Regions from separate parts of the Zea mays genome. Here all the other regions are linked to region 1. The links are chromatin contacts, called in public Hi-C maps. All regions are on one chromosome and are shown on one strand. The core of a region is the stretch at or near the end of the contact, and the rest is flanking DNA. Distances in the headings are between cores, read along the strand shown.

Region 1 (3,115 bases), core at 388-2,887:
TTGGGCTCAGTGGCACGTCGGGAGGAAGAAGATACATAAAGAAAATTAGTATGATGCTTGTACGTTGCAACGAGTGAGAGCTTAGTAAGCCGGGTGGGCATTTTAAAACCGAACCCGAACCCGAATAGACCGAATTGTTGGTCTATTCGGGTTTTCGGGTTCGGGTTCGGTTCCTATATGTGTTATATTTCGAGGTATGGGTTCGGGTTCGGTTCCTAACCTTTAAAACCCGAATAGACCGAATAATCCGAAATATAAAAAAGCTCTCAATATGTGATGATATTATTATACGATTTATGAAATTATTAGCTAGAAATAATGATATCATCTTAATGATAGTATATATATATATATCTTTGTATGCTAATTTTTAAAGTCACTTGTTGTAATAATAGTACTTTCAATTAATTATTTATTGTATATATTTTAACAAAATATACTAGTCTCTCTACAATTCGGGTCTATTCGGTGGACTGAATAGACCGAACCGAAACTGTGAGTCTATTCGGGTTCGGTTCCTAAAATATTTTTGAAAATTTCGGTTCTTATTTTTCAGAACCCGAAATTTCACAAACCCGAATAGACCGAACCGAATTACCCTAATAGACCGAATGCCTAGCCCTAGCCAGTGTAGTGGACTCCCACCAGAAAAAAACCCATAAAAATAAATTTAATATCAAAGTGAACATATAGTCTATATATCAAATACTAAACTGATAATAACAAATATTACACTTTATTTTAGCCAAAAGGTGAAAGATATGAGTTGAAAAGGAGTCTAGTCCCTTTTTTATAGCTCGCTCTTTACCTAGTGGGTGGTATCACGTGAGAGATAGCGTGTGACTTATGTCGTGTTGGACTAGGATGGTTTCTAGTAGGCAGAAAATAGAGTTACGTCCTAATATATTGGGTTTGAGTTTGTTTCTCATAGCCTATCTGTGGGTTAACAGTTCACTATTAGACGAGAATTGGAGGAGACAAAGAACATATGTGCTTTTGACACAGGACGAAATTGGTGTTTTAAGAAGCAGAGAAATCGAATGTTTTGGGCCTTGAAAACACTCAGGCGTGGTATAGACAAATTTTATAATTAAATGAAACGAACTAAAGCACAGTAGTAGATCATCACTTCCAGGGATTTAAAGTGATTTCTGTTAAGTAACCCTAGTTAGGGTTATGTGGGCAAATACCGGCTTTGTCCCTGAGGGGTCTCACATCTCTATATAAGGAACCTGTACACCCCTTCATATTACAGAGATCAGAAAGAGACCAGAGGTTCAACCCTATACCATGTGTTTTGTGTATTTCCTCTGTCGTGCTTATGGGAAGGGAGACGAGTCCTCTATAGCTTCTTGCGTCTCTACTGCTGACGGGAGGGAAGGGAGCGGATCTGGTGATCCGAGTAACATAGTTCTCAACAATTTCCTCTCGTTTCCCCTCCGCTCGACTCGTTGAATTGGTGAATTCGTTAGGACTCGTATTTTCCTTCGATCCATTCTTTGATTTAAATGGACTTTTCTTGGCTAGAACACGTTGGCCAAATCGTTTCAGCCCATGCACCACAGTCCACAATACACTTTTTTTTTTTGGTCAAAAAGGCCGAAGCAGCCGCAGCACGAGAATTTGATTCCGCAGAAGCAGAAGGGCCAAGATGCAAAACAGCGGAAAACAACTTGCCCTCCCTATAAGCCCAAAGCACCCGGTCCGCCACGGCGCCCGCCTCCCCTCGCCGGTGTCGCGTGTCCCTCGTTCGCGCACGCCCAGCCCGCCTCCACCTCTCATGCCGGAGCAGCACCGCATCGCCGGAGATCCGCCGTACTGGTGATCCCCGGAGCAGGAGCAGACGCAATGGACCGCATCATGATGTCCCGCCCACCCCTTCCCGCCCCGACCCATGCCGCTGCGGGCGCCGACGGTGACTTCCTCGAGCTCGACGTGCTCTGGCCCGCCTCCCCTTCCGCGGTAGGTCTCGGCCTCCTTGCCGCGCTCCCGGAGGATGAGGGCAAGAAGAAGAAGCGCGCCGCGGCCGGGGTCGGGGTCGGGGTCGGGGTCGGAGCCCCCGCCCGATCCGCCGCGCGCCCCGTCCCGGAGACCGTCGCAGCGTCCGCGATGGCGAGGTCGGCGCCGGTGCGGATACCGTCGGATCCCGCGCGGAGGGGGAGGTGGGCCCACGCCGGGGCGGGAGCTGGCGGCAGCGCGGAGGACGCCGGGGAGGCCTTGGTCCCCCCGCACGAGATCGTCGCGCGCCGCGCCGCCGCGCACAGCTCGGTGCTGGAGGGCGCCGGGAGGACGCTCAAGGGCCGCGACCTCCGCCGCGTCCGCAATGCCGTCCTGCGCCGCACCGGCTTCCTCGACTGAGGCGGAGGCGAGTCGTCACGTCGCTTTCGCGATAAAGTTTTGATCATGTTGTTTTCTCTTCGCGATTTTGTTTCCCGATGATGTGTTTCTGGTCCGGCTACTTTGATTCCTTCCCCTGCCGAGAGGGGGTTGGGAAAAAATGAGGTGAGTTGAGGTGAACGAGCGACGACGTAATTACCTTGCTGTGTTGTTTCATCACACATATATGGAAATTTTGGCCCTTATATTTGTTCCAATCCTTATGATGTGTGTTGACAAGTAATGATTACATGGACTAAGAGAGGTGGTTTGTTATAAATCATGCCTAGTTCTATGCTCTTCGTGTCTTGTTACTTGATAATAACACCTGAATCGGGAGCTTCTTGGAGTGATTTATGCACAAAGTGGATGTCAAAAACGCTAGTAGATTAATATCTGTAATTCTTAACTGGCCATCAATATCTGAAATTGTTGAATTTGGAAGGATACCATTATTTGCTTGGTTAATCTATCCTGGGATTCTGTTTAGTTCCGTTCTTGTATAATAGAAGGACAGACCTCTTTAATTACCCGGCCTCTGGCATTTGGTATTTCCCTTGTGATAATAACGTAGTAATTAAAGTAGGTATGTTTCTATAACCTATTTTCATTCCTAGCTTTTGATTTTGAAAATTCAGCCGAACAGCCGGTAGTATGCACTACCTCCGCCCTCGAATATTTATCATCCGCTAGTTCAATTTTGAACTAAAATGTGACAAATAAAAAAGAACAGAGGGAG
Region 2 (3,115 bases), core at 275-2,774, 400 kb after region 1:
GCACCAGCTGGATCTGATTATTTTATTTCAAAAATGACGGAAATGCTGCTTAACAATACTAACAGAATTGCAAGAATAAGACAAACCTGAATCAGGAGGCATCAACAAATTTCCAAGGAATTTCCTCAATGATGGCAAGAGAGTGCACCAGTTCCTAAAGTCTGATAATGACATAGACTTCCCTGAGACCCCTTCAACATCCTTTGAAAACACTGCAGAGTTGAGGAATTCTTCGAATGGTCTATTGTTGGAAACTTCGACAGCTTCCTTCTTTATTGCAAATACAGTTTCATGAACAGACGCCAAGACTGATTCCAAATCAGACCTGGCAGTGCATGTGATATGTAAATGCAAGAGTAAATACCAAATGATGCCTAAAAGCCTGAATAAAAAATCCCAAAACAACCTATAAATCATAAGCTTTGTTTAACACAAAGTATGAATCTTCTAAGTGCAAACAAATTCGCCTTGGCCAATATCGCTCCGCGAAACAAGTACCTAAGACATGTAACTGGAATGCATAAGGCCTAATGGTAACCAGAAATCCCTACCCCTCATTTATATCATTTGTGTTCTTTAATGTCTTTGTTGAAGTAATTTTCAGATTTGGAGCATGCAACTACTGAATCGGCTTAGCAAAGGAAACGGTTCACTCATGACATACCAATTTATCAGAAGAAATTAATTTCTCTCAAAAGCAATACCTTGTTAAGGCGCCATCTCCTGTGACATCACATAGTTGATAAATGAATTCATCGACCTCATCACGAGTTCCCCTTCCATATGTTGCCTACATGCAACAAATAAAAGACTGTCAAACTACAGAATACATACAAAGTACTAGCTAGAAAGGGTGACCATATCTGGATCTTAACTTGGACAAATTCCACCAGGCACCAACACATCAATGACCTTGCTCGCGACAACTAAACGAACAACAGAGTGGATCGAATTGAGTCGAGCACTAACTTTGGAGATGATCAAATCCTCGAACGTGACCCCATCGCTCCCGCCACTCTCCTTCGCCACCAGCTGGAACAGCCTGTCGCCTAATCGCCCCCGGACCTGGTAGTATTCCTGCGCAAATAGAGGCGAACCCGTTAGAGATCGCAATCCAGATCCAGGACCAATTCAAAAGAGCGAATGTGCGTGCGGTGCCCACGAGGAAGACGGGGCGTGAGATGGCGCGGCCGCCGGTCCGCGACTGCGCTGCGAGGGAGGCGAATAGCTCGCGGAGGCCGTCCAGCTCCTGCTTCGGGAAGGCCCTGCGAGGAAGCGTGTCAGCGGTGAGAGCACCAGACAGGGCTTGCGAATCGCGGCAGCGAAGGAGGTGGCAGACAGCTGTTAGTGGGGAGGCGGTACCTCGAGGCCATGACGAAGCGGGAGCTGGAGGCGGACGCCGGCGAAGCCTGCGAGTTGCCCATCGCCGCCGGCGGAGGTGGGGTCCCGGCTTGTCGGCGCCGGAGGGCGCGCTCGGGCTCAGCAACTGCCAATCGAACTCTCTACGATTTTTTTTTTATTTTCCTTTTTTTTTGAGCGATTTACTTTTTCAGTTATTCTTTTCCCTTTTGTCGATTGTCGTCAGTCGTCACTGGGCGGCCCCTCGCGCCACCAAGGGGACGCCTGACGCCTTCGTTTGATGGGCTTTTCGCTTTCTCGCTTTTCACATTTAAAACGTGGAGGCCCATGTGCTGGCAGCCCAGTCCAAAATAGTTACGACGGCCGATATTTTAGTTTTTTTTATTTGTGTCTTGGAGATATATATTTTTGGTACAGAATTTGCAAATCCTATATGACACCCGTGCGTTGCTGCAAAAATTAGGGTGCGAGGACTGTGAGCACATTGTCGGGCCAGACATCGAGATATCCGGTAACGTTTCATGAGAACCCCATTAGGGCTTGTTCGGTTAGCTCTCAATCCATGTGGATTGAGTGAGATTGGATGAATTTAAATCTCAAGCAAGTCAAACCTTCTTCTTAAAATTTTCAAATCTCATTCAATCTATGGGTAACGGGATTAACCGAACAAGACCTTATTGAGTAGCCAACCATGTATAGATGTAGTTCATCTGTGAAGAAATGCATACAACTTCTTTATACTGGGAACCTTTACCGGAAATCAGAGGTATAAATCTATTTATTTAAAAGGTCTGAGATTCAATTCGTATTCGAGTCCGGGTACTCAGTATCAATCTGTATCCATATTTTTAAAGTTGGGCATTTAAGATGTATATATCTATTCAAATTATATCCGACATATTTGATAATATCTATATATTCGATCGAGTCTGAAGAGAAAATATGAAACGAGTACGTTGGTATCCGATCTGATTATACTCCGCTTGATATATGTTGTCGTTTGACCTTGGAGCCGTCATGGAGCCACCCGCAATGATTTTAATGGTTTGTGTGGTGTTTCGTTGTGCAGTACTGTAGTACTTTATTTTCTTGAGCTCTCTGTACTTGGGTTGGAGAGAGATCAATGCGGTTTGATCGGCCACGGCAGTACTCGTACTCCTGGCTGATGGATTAAACTCGACCTTTCGAGTCAAAGATTTAAAACAGCTGCTACTGCTGCTTCTTCATTTCTCTTGTTTTTTTTTTCAACACCCGTCTTTACAGCTCTCTGGCCTCATAATAAACATTCATAAAGGCCGTTGCCCATTTTGAGGAAAGATACCGAGCAAGCATCGGACTCACAATCCATGGCCGATGGTGCTGCTGGCAGAGAGATGCACAGACCTTATAAATGTTGATGAAGGAGGGCTTCAAGATTTCTGTCAAGATATGGATTTCATGGCACTCCTACCGTCGTATAGTAGTAAAAAGATGCAAGAAAAAGGTCTCCAAAGACACAACAAACACTAGGAAAAAAAATTGTTGATCTACCACAAATTTTCAAAAAAAAATAAACATTTATGAGCTGCTGCTGCTGCTGTTTGTAGCTATGTCTATCAAGCCTTGAATTCCCAATAAATAGGTTGATGTCACGGCGCACTCAAGTCTCGCAGTGTAGTAGTAGTTGTCTCTCGTCTTTCCGGCGATCGACATACTACTACATTTTTTTCTAGGACAGATGCCAACTTTAAGTGCTAGCTAGTGGTAGTATCAGAGC
Region 3 (3,115 bases), core at 433-2,932, 390 kb before region 1:
GGGTGTCTCTAGTGATTGTCCGGTGAGGCTGAGACTAGCCCAAGTTTGGCCAAACTTCTTCACTCCATTTTTGGCTCGACGTGATAAGTTCCCTTTATCTTTTTGATTCATAGAGGTTTGCAATATTCCCAATTTCAAGCCCAAAAGTGTTTTTCTTATTTTCCTCAATCTTCTGGACTTGATTGCTTCAATGTGCTTTCTAAACACCTATGCTCATGCTCGTAAGGGGAATGTTAGTTCATAGTAATGTGTTGAGCATTTAATCACCAAAACAACTAGAAATTGCCCAAGGGCATATTTTCCTTTCACCTCCACCAAAAGGCAAGGGGGATATGTTGAGCACCAAAAATATCATACGAGACGGTCCGGCCCTATAGGCCGGACAGTCCGCGGTCCAAACGGTCCGCGAGGGTGACGCAGACGGTTCACGTGTGCACAGAATCAGTTAGGGTTCCAGATTTCTAGCGAGATTTGTTAGCAAAACCTGTGAGATTAACTCGATAACCAACTTGTAACGGGTCCAGACCTCCACCCTTTATATAAATGAAGGGGTACGACCGATTGAACCCCCATAATCGATCCAATCAAATCTACTTATCAATTTTACTTTATTTGTATCGTTCTTTTAGTTCCAAATACTAGGAGGAGTAATCTAGCCTTATATTTAGATCTACTTTAGTCTTCAACAACAATCTCTCTTTGACTCTACACCGATTAGAAACGCATCGGGCGACCTGCCGACCCGGAGCAACGCCTTGGAACTCTCCCCCTCGACGAGATCTCTCTCGGGGGGGAGTTTTAGGGTTCTTCGCGGAGAAGAAGACCCTCCGAAAGCGTGCAAAGAAGGATTCACTTCTGCGCCCAGGTCATGGACCGTCCGGCCTTGTGCCGCGGGCCGTTTGCACCTCCGCAGAGAGCACCGACAAGTGGTTTGTTCCAATGTTTGGCGCCCAGATCGGCGTCAACACCCATCACTATCCATGCTCCATTGAGATAAATCTCCGATGGGGATCCCTAACCTCACATAGGCCCTGTTTGGATTCCTGTGGCAAATTATCTAATTTTAGCACCTTAGCCTCCAAATAGACTTGTTAATAAATTGACTAATTGTTAGCCGGAGGGCTCGCAAACTTTTTGTCTATTAGCCATTTGACCTTGCAATATGTGCTAATAGAACGTGTAAATAGAAAAAAACATCTATTAGCCAAGACTCTAAACATACACTGGATAATTATTGCTAGCTAATTATCTGGTGACTAATTGTTAGCCACTGACAATCAATTAGCCGCGAGGATCCAAACAGAACTTAATCATTTATTATTAATACAAAGCATTATCACATATATATATCTTATCAGATATAAAAAATTACCATGTGTATATTAAAATAATATATATTTATATAATTAGCGATTTTTGATAAAGTAATTATTTGTTTTATCATTAACTATTGTAGAAAACATTGTTACACGGTTCATATTCACGTGTATGGGGGGGGGGGGGGGGATTCCCCGTTTGTCTCCTCATAAGGAAAATTAATTTTTTATTTCTTATTCTATGATAAAAGAATTCTCTATGGAAAACGGAGGATCCGGACCCATTAACATCTCAGTCGCGGCCACCGTTGGACATGCTCTTATTGCCCAACAGCCCCGGACAGGCAGCCTTCACCCCTGCTCGCTGTGTCTTCTCCACTTCGCCCTGCGTACGCTCTCCCGTCTCACTCTCTCTCCCCCTCCACCTCGTTCGTGGCGACGACAGGGCGACCGCCGCTGCCACCGCCGCCTCTCCACTGTGTGCCCAGTGCTTTGTCCGGCCGTTCGCCGGCGACGGGCACTCACCACCAGGTACGCGCCCCGCCCCTTCACTTCTCTGCTTTTCCTGCTGCGCGAATCCGAGCACCCAAACCCTAACCTAATGCTACTCGGCAATTTATAACCGGATCTGATCTAACTGCGAGTGTACACATGTATTGTGCCTGCTAACTTCGTTTTTTATTTTGTTGTTTTTGCAAAAATTACCCCTTGTAGGTGACAAAGGAAAAGGAAGAGGGGCAGCAAATCGGTGCGCTGCTGTTCATCAAATGCTGGGGAGGAAACCAACAGATCAGGGGCCTGGTGAAATGCTGCGCAGCGAGGGTGACTGACTGGCCACTCCGCCCGCCGACCCCCGTTTCGTGCTTACTGGCATGCTCGCAGCATAAAGGTTCTCACTTTTTGACTCTTGTTTCTTTACCTATAATAAGACTGGTTCTGAGATAGTTTTTTAGTTTAGTTTAGTAGAATAGGACTCATCCGATGCCTGCTGGTCGTCTGGTGCTAACAAAAGCTAAAATACATGCAGGAATCTTCTCGGAATTAGCCCCCCTTCCTGTGGTCGTGACGGCCCCAAGTTTCAAGACATGGACCATGTGCCGGCTCTAGTTCTTGCCGGGTGCTGCTTCCTGGCCCTGCTGCCTGGCTGGGCCTGTGGCCTTGGCTCCATGTCGTCCATTGCGGTGTCCTATGGGGAGGATGGTCCGGTGTTCTGTGGCCTCAACTCCGACGGCTCCCACCTCGTCGCCTGCTTCGGTGCTGATGCATCTGTCCTGTACGGCGCACCACCCAACATCCCTTTCCTTGGCCTCACGGCAGGGGATGGGTTCGTGTGTGGCCTCCTGCTCGACACCAGGCAGCCATACTGCTGGGGTAGCAACTCCTATGTCAAGAGCGGGGTGCCACAGCCGATGGTTGAGGGCGCAAGGTACTCTGAGCTCAGTGCGGGGGACAACCACCTCTGCGCACTGAGAGCTGCTCAAGATGGGGGTCGTGGTTCCAGTGCTGCTACATCGCTGATTGACTGCTGGGGATACAATATGACCGCCACACATGCTGTTGATGAAGCCGTGTCGACTGTTTCAGCTGGTTCGGTGTTCAATTGTGGCTTGTTTGCTCGGAACAGGACGGTGTTCTGCTGGGGCGACGAGACGGTGAGTGGTGTCGTTGGGCTGGCACCGAGGGATCTGCACTTTCAGTCTATAGGCGCGGGCGGTTACCATGTCTGTGGGGTGTTGGAGAATGCACAGGTGTTCTGCTGGGGCAGGAGCTTGGAGATGCAGCAGGTGGTGCCATCCAGT

The links. Hi-C and Micro-C count contacts between places; a contact is called where the count stands out from the background.
Region 2: a Hi-C map of leaf shows a contact between it and region 1, with 4 times the contacts expected there. The contact joins the promoter of LOC100280213 here to the promoter of LOC107457594 in region 1. A contact is called at or near these places in 4 of 25 Hi-C or Micro-C datasets (ear and leaf).
Region 3: a Hi-C map of leaf shows a contact between it and region 1, with 6 times the contacts expected there. The contact joins the promoter of LOC542346 here to the promoter of LOC107457594 in region 1. A contact is called at or near these places in 2 of 25 Hi-C or Micro-C datasets (leaf and leaf mesophyll).

What each region holds. Positions count from the first base shown.
Region 1 is chr10:5,554,976-5,558,090 of Zm-B73-REFERENCE-NAM-5.0, forward strand. LOC107457594 (OJ000126_13.10 protein) reads left to right here and starts at 1,638. Exons shown (of 1, transcript NM_001321611.1): 1 at 1,638-2,583. The coding sequence starts at 1,849. The coding sequence ends at 2,358. It also overlaps the pseudogene LOC111590436.
Region 2 is chr10:5,956,074-5,959,188 of Zm-B73-REFERENCE-NAM-5.0, forward strand. It overlaps LOC100280213, which reads right to left and starts at 1,525. Exons shown (of 8, transcript NM_001153144.1): 1 at 1,363-1,525; 2 at 1,163-1,265; 3 at 970-1,077; 4 at 705-790; 5 at 87-325. The coding sequence starts at 1,424.
Region 3 is chr10:5,165,216-5,168,330 of Zm-B73-REFERENCE-NAM-5.0, forward strand. LOC542346 (crinkly 4) reads left to right here and starts at 1,683. Exons shown (of 3, transcript NM_001348726.1): 1 at 1,683-1,847; 2 at 2,031-2,205; 3 at 2,344-3,115. The coding sequence starts at 2,402.